Regions from separate parts of the Gasterosteus aculeatus genome. Here region 1 is linked to region 2. Evidence: chromatin contacts called from public Hi-C data. All regions are on one chromosome and are shown on one strand. The core of a region is the stretch at or near the end of the contact, and the rest is flanking DNA. Distances in the headings are between cores, read along the strand shown.

What was found. A called contact is a pair of places that touch in the nucleus more often than the background predicts.
Region 1: a contact with region 2 is called in a Hi-C map of skeletal muscle, with 4 times the contacts expected there. The contact joins the promoter of sdccag8 here to the enhancer-like site in region 2. A contact is called at or near these places in 3 of 6 Hi-C or Micro-C datasets (skeletal muscle and tail fin).

What each region holds. Positions count from the first base shown.
Region 1 is chr6:15,982,657-15,988,260 of fGasAcu3.hap1.1, reverse strand. It overlaps sdccag8 (SHH signaling and ciliogenesis regulator sdccag8), which reads left to right and starts at 2,121. Exons shown (of 18, transcript XR_013468014.1): 1 at 2,121-2,476; 2 at 3,046-3,207; 3 at 3,344-3,429; 4 at 3,581-3,694; 5 at 3,804-3,929; 6 at 4,130-4,204; 7 at 4,618-4,682; 8 at 4,779-4,979; 9 at 5,226-5,364; 10 at 5,509-5,604. tnfaip3 (tumor necrosis factor, alpha-induced protein 3) reads left to right here. Exons shown (of 9, transcript XM_040178910.2): 9 at 1-435.
Region 2 is chr6:15,876,715-15,882,178 of fGasAcu3.hap1.1, reverse strand. No RefSeq gene overlaps it. Among protein-coding and RNA genes, the nearest start is that of zbtb18, 15 kb to the left of the region's middle. Within about 2 kb of position 1,443, at least 5 of the 9 cell types and tissues checked have open chromatin away from gene starts, as enhancers often do.

The DNA of each region.
Region 1 (5,604 bases), core at 872-3,371, 110 kb before region 2:
GGCGACGGCCCGTACGTAGGTCTCTGTGTGCTTTAATCACCTCTAGACAAACCTTAATCAACGAAAGGCCAGTATGTGGTTGGCTCATCCTGACACCCCCCCCCGCCCCCCCCCTCCTCCAACCCTGACTGTAGGTTTTGGGGCGCTGACACGAGTTCCACTGGGGAGGGAGGTCACCTAAGTGAGGCATTTAGGGATGGTACTCCGACTCGCTGAGGGACATTCCAACAGTAGGAAGAACACCCGCTTAGAAACAGAAGGTGTGACAAAACATGCAAGTTTTCTCTGTGTGACCTTTCGACAATAGCGTATTGTATGAAAAAGCCTGGTTTTATTTGTTATGTATTTATTCATATCAAGATATCTGTATTGTGTAATTCAATAATTATTTATATGTCGTCCTGAAATGAATTATTTTTAATAAGAAATCTGAAATCCGTCTGGTGTGGTTATTTTGTGTGTGTGTGTGTGTGTGTGTTACTTTTGCACATGTGTCCTTTTGAGATTTTAACATTTCTCTAGTGCGTTTCAGGTCAGGATCAGTTCAAATGAGGAGGCTTTTCCTGGGTGTTATTCAGTTATTTCATGGCCTATTATGCTTTAGTAAAGAAGGGTGCCACCCCATAATTATACACGGCAGAGCAGAGGTGTGGGACAGCAAAGGTACGCGTGGGTTTTCTCGCTGTCCTACGGCCTCAAACGCAATCAGGTGGGAGGGGAGCTGCTGTGGTTTCCTGGAAACACCCCGACATGCAAACACTTACTTTGTTTCACTTGGCGTGCGAGTTCTTCACCCGATGCCGGGGTTGAACGTTCCCACGCAGACTTTATACAACAACAAAAAAAAAATGTGTGAAGCAGACACGTCGGTTACAAGATAAGAAGAGATGCAGTATGCGCTCGAATGACGAGGATGGAGTTATCGAGTAGCGTCTATTTAAAGGACAAGTGCAGAGGGAGGAAATCTGTGAGAAAATCTGTGATTTGAACTTAGGAGGTCAGAACTCTGACAACGTTTGTGGCGTAATGGACGACTTCATTGTAACAGTCACTGTTTGTAATAAAGTGGCTCTCTAAGCTCTTAAGGTTTGCCGGAGTTTGCACCTCATGCTATTATTATTTTCTCATATTAAGTGTTGAAATCAAAAGGTGCCCGTCCCTTCAGCTCATTGAGGTTATAGTTATTACTCACAGCTGTCTAGCCGTTGGCCCGGCGACAAGCGATGAGTGCACAGGCGGTGTCAGATCATCTGATTAATTTCTCCTAGGAGGTGATTTGAATTTCAACAAGAAAAACAACCCTGACTTTAAAGATTAAGGGTGGGTGTTAATACCCTTCACAGTAGTGATGCCAAGTGAGAAATGAGAGTGCGCTTTAATAACAGATGTGTTTGGACCATCCAATATGAGTAATAAAGGCCATGAATCTAGATGGTGACAAAAGGACTGGAGCACATTAAACTAACATTGGAAATCATTTACTTTAATGAAAGTAATCGTTCAACTACGATCGGGCAGAGAACGTGTAGCTTTTTGAGCCCGTGTAGGACTCGGGATAAAAAGAGACTGGACTGGACACAATATTAATTATTTTTCTTAAAATAAATTAACCCACAAAAATCTGACTCACTGCCTCTTCTGTTGAAAAATGAATTGTCGCAACAATCGAAAGTACATTCGAGTCTGATTCGACAGGAAGATATCTGTTATTGTGCAATAGGAAGCGGTTGTATCCATGGTTACCTTTGTTTGACCCTTTTGTAAGCAGCAAAAAAGATGATGAGATACACTTTTCCACTGAACAATATTACACACAAACACACACACGCTATAACTATGCCATTTGAAACTCCCCCATATGTCAGATTTGCCTGTGACCTTTTAGATTGAGGCTTTGCCAAATCCAGTGAGGAATACACTGAGCTCTGTGTACTACACAAGTACTTTAAGATATTTGTATGCCACCAGGTCCCTTTTTTAATGTTTTTAGACATTAAACATGATTTATCCCGCTTACTTTTAGCATGTTTAAACACTTACTAAGTGGTTTGTTTTATAATGAGTAACACACCGTATTCACCATAGGGTGGCGCTGGTGCGACGATGTTAACTGTGACTACAGACAGCGACTACAACTCCCGGCATCCAACGCCGAGTTTACGGAAGTGGTTGCCGTTAGCAGAGGGCTGTTTCATTTACGCGCTCACCGCGTCAGGCGGTGTCAGAAGGAGCATCTGAGCACATAAGAACACCTACCGCGGTGCACGCGGGTCATCAACACAAACGCCCCCTTCGTTAACCGTTGGTACGGGCGAGACACACAACATGTTTATTGAATGTGTAGCACACAACGTAGCATGTGTAGTTAACGCTGGGGATAAAGCGTGATTTAACATCGGTCTTACATCAATGAAACCGTTTGACTCAGACGAGGAGGGCGCGGAGCAGCTGGGGGCTTACCAAAAGGAGCTGAGACGTAAGTTGAATGCTGAATGGGAAGCTAAATGTGCTAACGGCTAACTGTGGAGCCGTTAAAGCTGCCTCTTAAACTGTAACGTAACATAACTGTAACATAACATAACGTGGGTGTTATATGAAAACGTCTCGTCAACAAAATACCCGACTCAATGCCGCGGAGTTATCTTTACGTCTTGTGACGTCATTACGTCACAGCACTGAGGCGCGTGTGTATGAAGTCGTGTCACTGCCACCTGTTGTCGAGAATCGAGCAACTTGATCGAACTGAATTGGCTTGTCTAATAGACAACTTCTCATGCTCACGTTATAATTAAAAAATGATTGACAGTATGGCACGACAATTGTCAAGACACCAAGGTGTAACATTACAAAACCGACATGTGTAACATGTCGTCATTGGGAAAAGCAGATCATCAGAAATCCCAGTGACTTCCAAAATGGTTCTCTTTCTAATTTGGGTAGTGGGCAAGTGTTTTTTTTTTTAGACACCAACTAAGCCGCCATGGCCGCGGTGCAGAAACAATATACCGTGTAAGACCAGTGTCTCTGAAGGTCTGTTGTTCACAGAGCGGGCCAACCACAGCATACAGCAGCTCAGCAGTGTTTGGGCGCAGCTGGGCTCTGACGGAGAAGCGGTGGAGGAGCCCAGAGGCAGCGATGGAAGCCTCTTCACCACCACGGCCGAAGAGGACAGGGCTGCATGGAGCCAAAAGACACAGAGCGAAGCAGGTGACTTAGTGATCAGTTCAAGTCCGTCCGACAAAGACATCGTTTTACTGGAGATGTCAACCATGCAGGAAGTCAAATTGAAATGCTTTGTGTGTGTGCGTTTGTGTGCGTGTTCCTTCGTCCTTTGGCATTGCAGTCAATCAGCTGAAGAGCCTTCTGCTGAAGCAGAGCAGAGAAATTCCCTCTCCTCTGACTCCTTCAAAGAAACCGTCTCTGTCAAAGGTAAAGTAAGCAGCTTGGCTGTTCAAATATATTGACCTGAGAAACGCTTTAAAGATCAGGGATCTTTAAATGGATTATAGTGATATTTTGCTTGCCATTCTGTTGTGTTGTTGGGCTAATTTTGGCCTCTGCCTTTTCTTTCCTCTGTTAGAAAGTACAGCATGAGGGACGGTCCAACTCGCCGGCTTTTCAGGATTTCGTACCAATGATTCAAAACCAGTCAGAGTACATCCAACACCTGGAAGCTGAAGTTAAATTGTGCAAGGTCTGTCCTCTAAAATGTGTTTGTGTGTGTGTGTATATTTGCAGGTCCATTTCCCTATTGTCCCAGGTTGTATACATTTTGATTCACTTCTCTCTGTGTGTGATTTCAGGAGGAGCTGCACGAGATTAAACAGCGAATCAGAGTGGTGGTGGTGGAGAATGAGAAGTTGCATTCCAACCTGAAATCCAGAGCTGCGGATGAATCACTGAAAGATTTCCCTATCCACAACTCCCCGGTAACTTGTGTTTGTGTCTGAGAATAATATGTGACTAATAGGATGAAATAATGAGTTTATTTTCAGCTAGTCTGTCAGGTTTTTAAATACAAGCATGCACTGCAAAACACTGAAAGAAAATATCGTCATTAAAATAAATATTACCCCGTGTAGAGTTTTGTTTTATTGTCAAATGTAAAATTGTAAGATGTGTTCCTCAGGGAAATGGGAGTTTGTCAGTCAACAGACACAACATCCTGCTAAAAGAAGAGCTCGCCACGTGGAAACACGAACTAGTAAGGATTACAGATCAGCTTTTTGCTCTCCTCCTGTTGCTGGTCGGTTCTTCCTCTCCGCACCATGAAATATCTGCATTATCACAGCATTTTATGTTGTGTAATCCAGAAAAGAAATGTTTGCTCAAAGCTCTGACGACAAGCTGAAGTATGGAATCATTTTATAAATGTGTTACTTCAAAATTATCCAGATTTTTCTAAATTCCATTTGCATCTTTTATTTTGCATTCAATTTAAAATGTCCCCCCCACTGATCATTTATAACGCATAAAACAACCTTCAAACTAAGAAGGATTACACATTTCTTCGGCTCAAACATGCAGATGCCTTGGAAGATGTTGGCAAGATCCCACAGTGATCCCATCACTCATAGCGTTTCAAGGGTCTGTTCTGAACATGTTTGTGTTCATCAGGAACAATTGAAAGGGATCTACCAGGCCCAGATTGAAAGCTTGGAGGCTCAGGTCCTCTCCCTCAGGTCAGTATATTCCAGCTGTGAAGCCAGCGTAGATTGTTTGCTTAAAATCAATCAGACTCAGACTCTCCTGGTTTCATCTTTTGCTTCCGGTCTCAGGAAGGATCTGTCGGTCAGTCAGAAGGAGTGCGAGGAGGTGAAGGATCGCCTGCGACACCGGGAGAAACATGCTGCAGATGCACTGAGAGCTGACGGAGCTCCTCGTGTGGCAGGATTGTGTCTGCAGTGTGCACAGCACGAGGCCGTCTTGGCTGGGACTCACACAAATCTGCATGTGCAGGCTATTGACAGACTCCAAAAGTCAGTTTTATTACACAAATACAAAAGGGTCAGCTCTTCACACTCTGTAGTTTAAGCTTTAAGTAAAAGATGATACATTTATGCACCTGGTTATGACACCGGGCAGATTTCTGTCTGTTGTTGACGTATCTTACCTATGTCTCTTTAAGGGAGTTCATGATATTGACAGTTATCATCCGTTATTGAGGGCTATTTTCCCCATGAGCATTGGTTAACGCTGATTTCCTTGTCTAATGGATCTTTTAGGGAGCGGGACGAGTTACTGGTGGCTCTGCGTGGTGTGCGAGCCAGTCAGCAGGAGGCCCAGCAGAGGGAGTGGTCGGCCTGTCTGCAAGTCAAGCAGGCTGTGGAAATGGCAGAAGAAGCCAATCTGTACAAAGCCAGGGTCAGAGAAACATTTGGTGTATAGATACACACTTTTCCAGTTGTGTGACATTGCACTGCATTTAAGATGTGTATAGCTCCTTCACCAGTTGTCTTCTCAAGTAAAAACCCTTCGTACCCTGTGTGTCTCTTTGTATGCGTGCAGGTGGAGGTGCAGTGTGAGCAGCTGTCCAGGGAGCTGGCTCGACTCAGGGAACAACTAGAGCGGGAAGCGCAGGCATTGAAGGAGAGACTGGCCGAG
Region 2 (5,464 bases), core at 194-2,693:
TCCAAAAGTCTCAGTTTCTGGAGACGCTTTCAATTGTCGTTTAAGGCAGCCGGGCGCCATGGCGACTGCTGTAGAAAATACAGCCGCCATATCCTTCGGTTACACGCTGCTCGCTGATCATTAATTGCAATCTGCGGCGTTGCAAGTGAACATCTGCTTACGGACAACTGCTCGCAACTCGCGCTCCCCGCGAGGAGGCCGTGCAAGGTTTTTCGCTGTGAATGTAGGTCATTAATTTGTTTCTGTCCTTTGTTTACTTAAGGAAGGGGGACAAAGGGGCAGCTGCAGAACCATTTGGCTGTGCCCAAGGCAGGCCAGCTCAACATGTTGGGAGGCCGAGACCAGCTTGGGCTCCTGTCTGGGGGCCCGGGCCCCTGCACTCTGCCGCTTCGCGTGAGGGAGCCGCCTATGCCAAGCCGTACCAGGACGTTGAGGAAGTGGGGGGGGGGCGGGGGGGATTAAAGAGATGTGGACCCGAAGCGTCCTGATGTTTGGGGGTTTGTTTTTACGACACATTTTCAAACCAGCTCCCAGCCCGCGTCTCCAAACTGACGTCTGAAGTTTGTTCTACTTGTGAAGGAAACAGGCCAGGATCTACTTCCTTGTCTTGAGCGGCACTTTCTTTCTCAATATGCATTTTTGAAAATTCGAGCATTCGGAACGAGACGAGACCACGAAGCTTCGAGGTCGCAGCGCGCCGACGGGGAGAAGACGGCCTTCTGCATCCTGCTCATGCCGGAGACTTGTTGATTCTCTGTGAGAAAAAGGAAACACTCCCAGGCCACGTCTAGCCATGGAAGAGAAAGAGGAAAGCAGGGACATGCGTGTGTGTGTGTGTGTGTGTGTGTGTGTGTAAGTGATCGAGGATTGTCTGCATATTTAAAAGAGCCCCTTTGTCAGGCACTCAGCACAGCAGGACAGAAGGCGAGCAACAAGCGGCCCGCCTGCAAGCAGACAATACAGTGGACCTACTCTGGCTGGGGAGGGAGGCGAGGGGGGCGGTGGAGAGAGAGAGGGGGGGGGAGGTGGGATATTTTTTTTGGGAAAATCAGGGGGCACAGTGTCCCAGCAAGCCATCCATCCGTCCAGCCACCCACTGCAGCCCCCCCCGACCCCCCCTCCCCTTCCCCCTGGCTGAAAACAAAAGGCGACGCAACCCGAACTTGAATATCTGTGTGTCTCGGTGAGAGGGGGGCGGAGGGAGGGAGGGAGGGGGGCCCAAATACTACTTATCCATAACCCCCCCATCCCCCTTCTTTAACCCACACACACTCATATATAAACACACGTATAAGAAAAACTCAGATAAGAGTGTTATTCAGCGATTCACACACTTGCAAGCGCGCACACGGACGGAGAACACACACACACACACACACACACACACACACACAAAGGCCTCCAGCTGGTCTGTCTTTAGCGCCGGGCTACGATGGGATTAAACAGTACTTGTCCTTTGTTTGATTCTTGTGTGGAAGGAGCGCCGCTGTGAACTCTCCACATAAGAGAGATAGAGACGTGGAGAAAGAAACAACAGAGGACGGGAGGAAGGGACATAAATCTTTCAACATAAAGGATTCACTTGAAGACGATCCTGAAAAACAGACAAATTAATTGGATTTCAGGTTAAAGAAACAATGACGCCCTGCAGAAAGAAATGAAACCTCTTTTCACGCGACCCTCTCCCAGCTGTGTGTGTGTCTGCCAGATAAGGGGCATTACCAGGGCGTGTTCGGGGTGTTGTTGGAAACTGCTGGCACCGGGACACATGTGCACGACTCAGCACTTTATCATCGCCATGGTGACCTCACGGGGTAACGCAGGGGAGGGGCCTATTAATGTCACCAGCTCCGCTGCGTAGATGTTAACAGCGTTACTGTATACGTGTGTGTGTGTGTGTGTGTGTGTGTGAACATGTGTGTTTCGGGCATCTGCTGCACCTGCCTGCTGAGTTGTACACATGTATAAGCACACACACACACACACACACACACACACACACACACACATCCAGCAAGCAGCTGTGGTGTTGTGGAAGTCAAGTTCATTCTCCCTGTTGTTTCCTTCCTGCTGATGAAACAGTGGAGACATGATGAAAGACACACACGCACGCACACACACACACACACACACACACACACACTTGCATCATCCTATCTCCACATCTGCACAGAGAACTTGTGGTGAGCTGATATGATTGTATCACAAACAACCTACACACGGCTGAACAAACATCCACAAAAGAGACCAAAATGAATTAAAAACGTCATCTCAAAAACCACCACACCTCTCGTGCAATAAGAACAGACTGAAGGATAAAAACCACTGGTTTCAGGACACACTAAACTATCTCACATACAAAATAGCATAATAATGTGGCCATGTGTCATCAGTGTGTAACTGCGCATGAATTTTAGTTTGTCGTAAACCAAAAATAAGGTCATCTTTCTGAAGTTGTGTGAAGGCATCCGTACATCAGCTCACGTTGATTCCACTCACCTGAACTTTGTTCAACTCTCAGATTCTAAAAACACCAGTTTGACTCACGTGTCACACCGACATCTTACCCCACCGACGCAGAAATTGACACCAATTTATGCAAACAATATGTCGAAAGATGTCCGCTGCGCCATCTATTTGCCTATTCATCATATGCCGACATTTTCTTGACACAAGGAGAGACATCGGAAATACTCCGTGACAGCGGAGAGAGCGTGCACGTGAGGAGTTATCTGGCGCACATGCGTGCACGCGTGCCGTTGCGGTGTGTATTGTGTGCGTTTGTGTGTGTTCTCTCACCCTGTGTTGCCAACCTCTCCGCTCCCTCCCAGCTCTGGCCAGGCACGACCCATCTGTCACATTCCTCCTTCCATCCCGTCTTCCATCCCCCCCCCCATCCGCCGCATCCATCCCTCCCTCCGCGCACCCATCTTTCTTTTCCATCCCTCCTGTTTCTCTTTCCTGCCGCCATCCCCCCTCGCCCTGCTCCTCCCTTTTTGTCCGCTCCGCTCCGTCCGGCAAAGCGCCAGACGTCCCCGTTCTCCAACCTCTTTTTTTTTTTTACTCTCCAAGAAGTCCCTTCCTTGTCCTCCTCTTGCTGCTTTCCTCTCACCTCTCTCACTCTCTCGCTCTCTGTTTTTACTGTCCGTGTCGGGCGGCCCGGTTTGAAGCGATGGAAAACGACAACATGTAGCCACTCCAGCTCGTGTAATAACAACAATTGTCGTCATCAAGAGATAACACAACCGAGCCCGAGAGCTTTTCTTTCCCCCCTTGTAGGCCCAGCTACTTGAGGCCAGCGTGGGACCCTGCAGGCCCATGTAGAGCCCTAAGGCCCAGTGTTACTGCTCCGTGCTGAAACAAACTGCTCCAATCTGGGCTACAGAGACAGGGGTCCTGCCTAGGGAACTGGCACTGTTTCTGCGCATGTGTGTGTGTGTGTGTGTGTGTGTGTGTGTGCGTAGCGTAGCATCAGGGGTGTAGCCCGGGGTGTACTGGCATGGCTGTGCATTGGATTATTGAAGGCAGCTTGGGACCATCTGTATGATGGTGGGGAAGAAGTGCAGAAGGAGGAGAGGAGACAAAAAGATGTCAGAGGAGACGGCCGTCTTTATTTTTTTGCGTCTTTGAAATTGTTTCTTGGCTTTTGCTTCAACAAATGCAACAAATTCAACAGAACTGAGCAGCTTCAGTTGCATCGCCGTAGCAACGCTGGATGTTGTCACAGGTCTGCTCCCTCGTCTTGGGGGACAGTGGTACCCACGTGAGGGGTCGGGGACCCCCCCCCTCCATGTGGACTAGGACAGCAAAAAGGGAACAGGATATCAAAACAGAACTTGATTAAACTATAGATCTATAAACCTCGACCACCAGCAGGTCCACATTTATAGATCTATAGTTTAATTAAGTCAACATTTACCAGATGGATCGGCATCGTACCGACATTCATGGTTCCCAGAAGATGTATTCTATGTATAATGAATAATGCAGTTAAACTGAGTTCGGACTTCATTGTCACTCGCAGGAGGAATCGTAATCTTTTTTGGGATCCTTTAACTTCGTCTTCATCTTGAGCTCTTATCTACTCAAAACTCAACAGGAGCTCATTTGCTAAAACTGTCACAGATAAACATGGTCTGAGCACGATTAGAAGTTATACACGTAAGTCTGGGAAGATTCTCGCATGGGAAGGTCAGAGGTCAGAGGTCAGGGTCAGGGTGCTGCTGACTGTCACAATGGAGGATGTCGGTGGCGTTTCCATCGAGGGGAGAGTCTCTGAGGAGGAATCTTCTCCTTGGCCCATTTACTTCCCTCCGACGTCGAAGCAATTACAGCAAATCAGGACATGAGACACGCAGCTCTCGGTCCACTTACACACAGCGCCTGCTCATCCCGTGCAGAGCTCGCAGCTTCCCCCAGCGGCCCATCACGGGGTCCACGAACACAGACGACCCATTCACGCCCACGCCTGTGATCTGCAGCGCGTCCAACCTGCGTGTCTGTGGACTGCAGGAGGAAACCAGAGCACAACGAGGAGAAGATGAACCCCACGCAGCTTCTTCTTCTTCTTCTCCCGATTCGCCCTTAACTCAAGTTCTTTAACACCGGCGCCCTCTTTTCCCCCCACAAAATGTAAAGTCTTGTGTTCGTAACTGCACAGAATCTATTGGGATTGTTTTTATGTGAGGTAACGGGGAGACAGAGAAAGGCTGTGTGGTGTCACAGGATGCAGGATACGCATGATACGCAGGACACACGAGGCTCGCTCACGTCACGGGCCGACGGCAGATCCCTCGAGGTAGCCGGTAACATCGATCCAATTGGCCGATATCATGAGGTCCCTGCGTCTTCAGAGGGCTGTGAGTGGACAAAAGGGCAGCATGTCGCTCAAAAAGCTTTTGCTGTAAATCAAAATGTGAACGTTTTGTCGGAGCGACATTAGAATACCCAATAGCTGTGTGTGTGTGTGTGTGTGTGTGTGTGTGTGTGTGTGTGTGTGTGTGTGTGTGTTTGTGTGTGTGTGTGCGTGTGTGAGAGAGAGAAAGAGACATGTATGGTTGTGCGTTTTGTGTGTGTGCATATACTGTAGCAGGTCCTCCAGAAGGTCTTCTCAAAAAGGCAGACAGGCTGGGAAGCAGCTGTGGTTGTAACTCCTTCTCTCACACACACAAACTAAGGAATCCACACGTGCACCCTCACTTCCCCCCCCCCCCCTCACACACACACACACACAAAACACAAGCTGTTGTTGCTTAACGACTGGGCTGCTCCGGAGCACATCTGCACTGTGCATTATCATTAGTTCTCCCGCGCATCCACAGGATCGCTGACAAAGTGAACAATGCCGACAATCACCCCCCATCAGCTGCAGCCATATGGACGCCATCCATAGCCGACCCCCCCCCCCCACCCCCACCCCCCCCACACACACCCTCACCCCCCACCCCCCCCCCCGGCTGGGTGG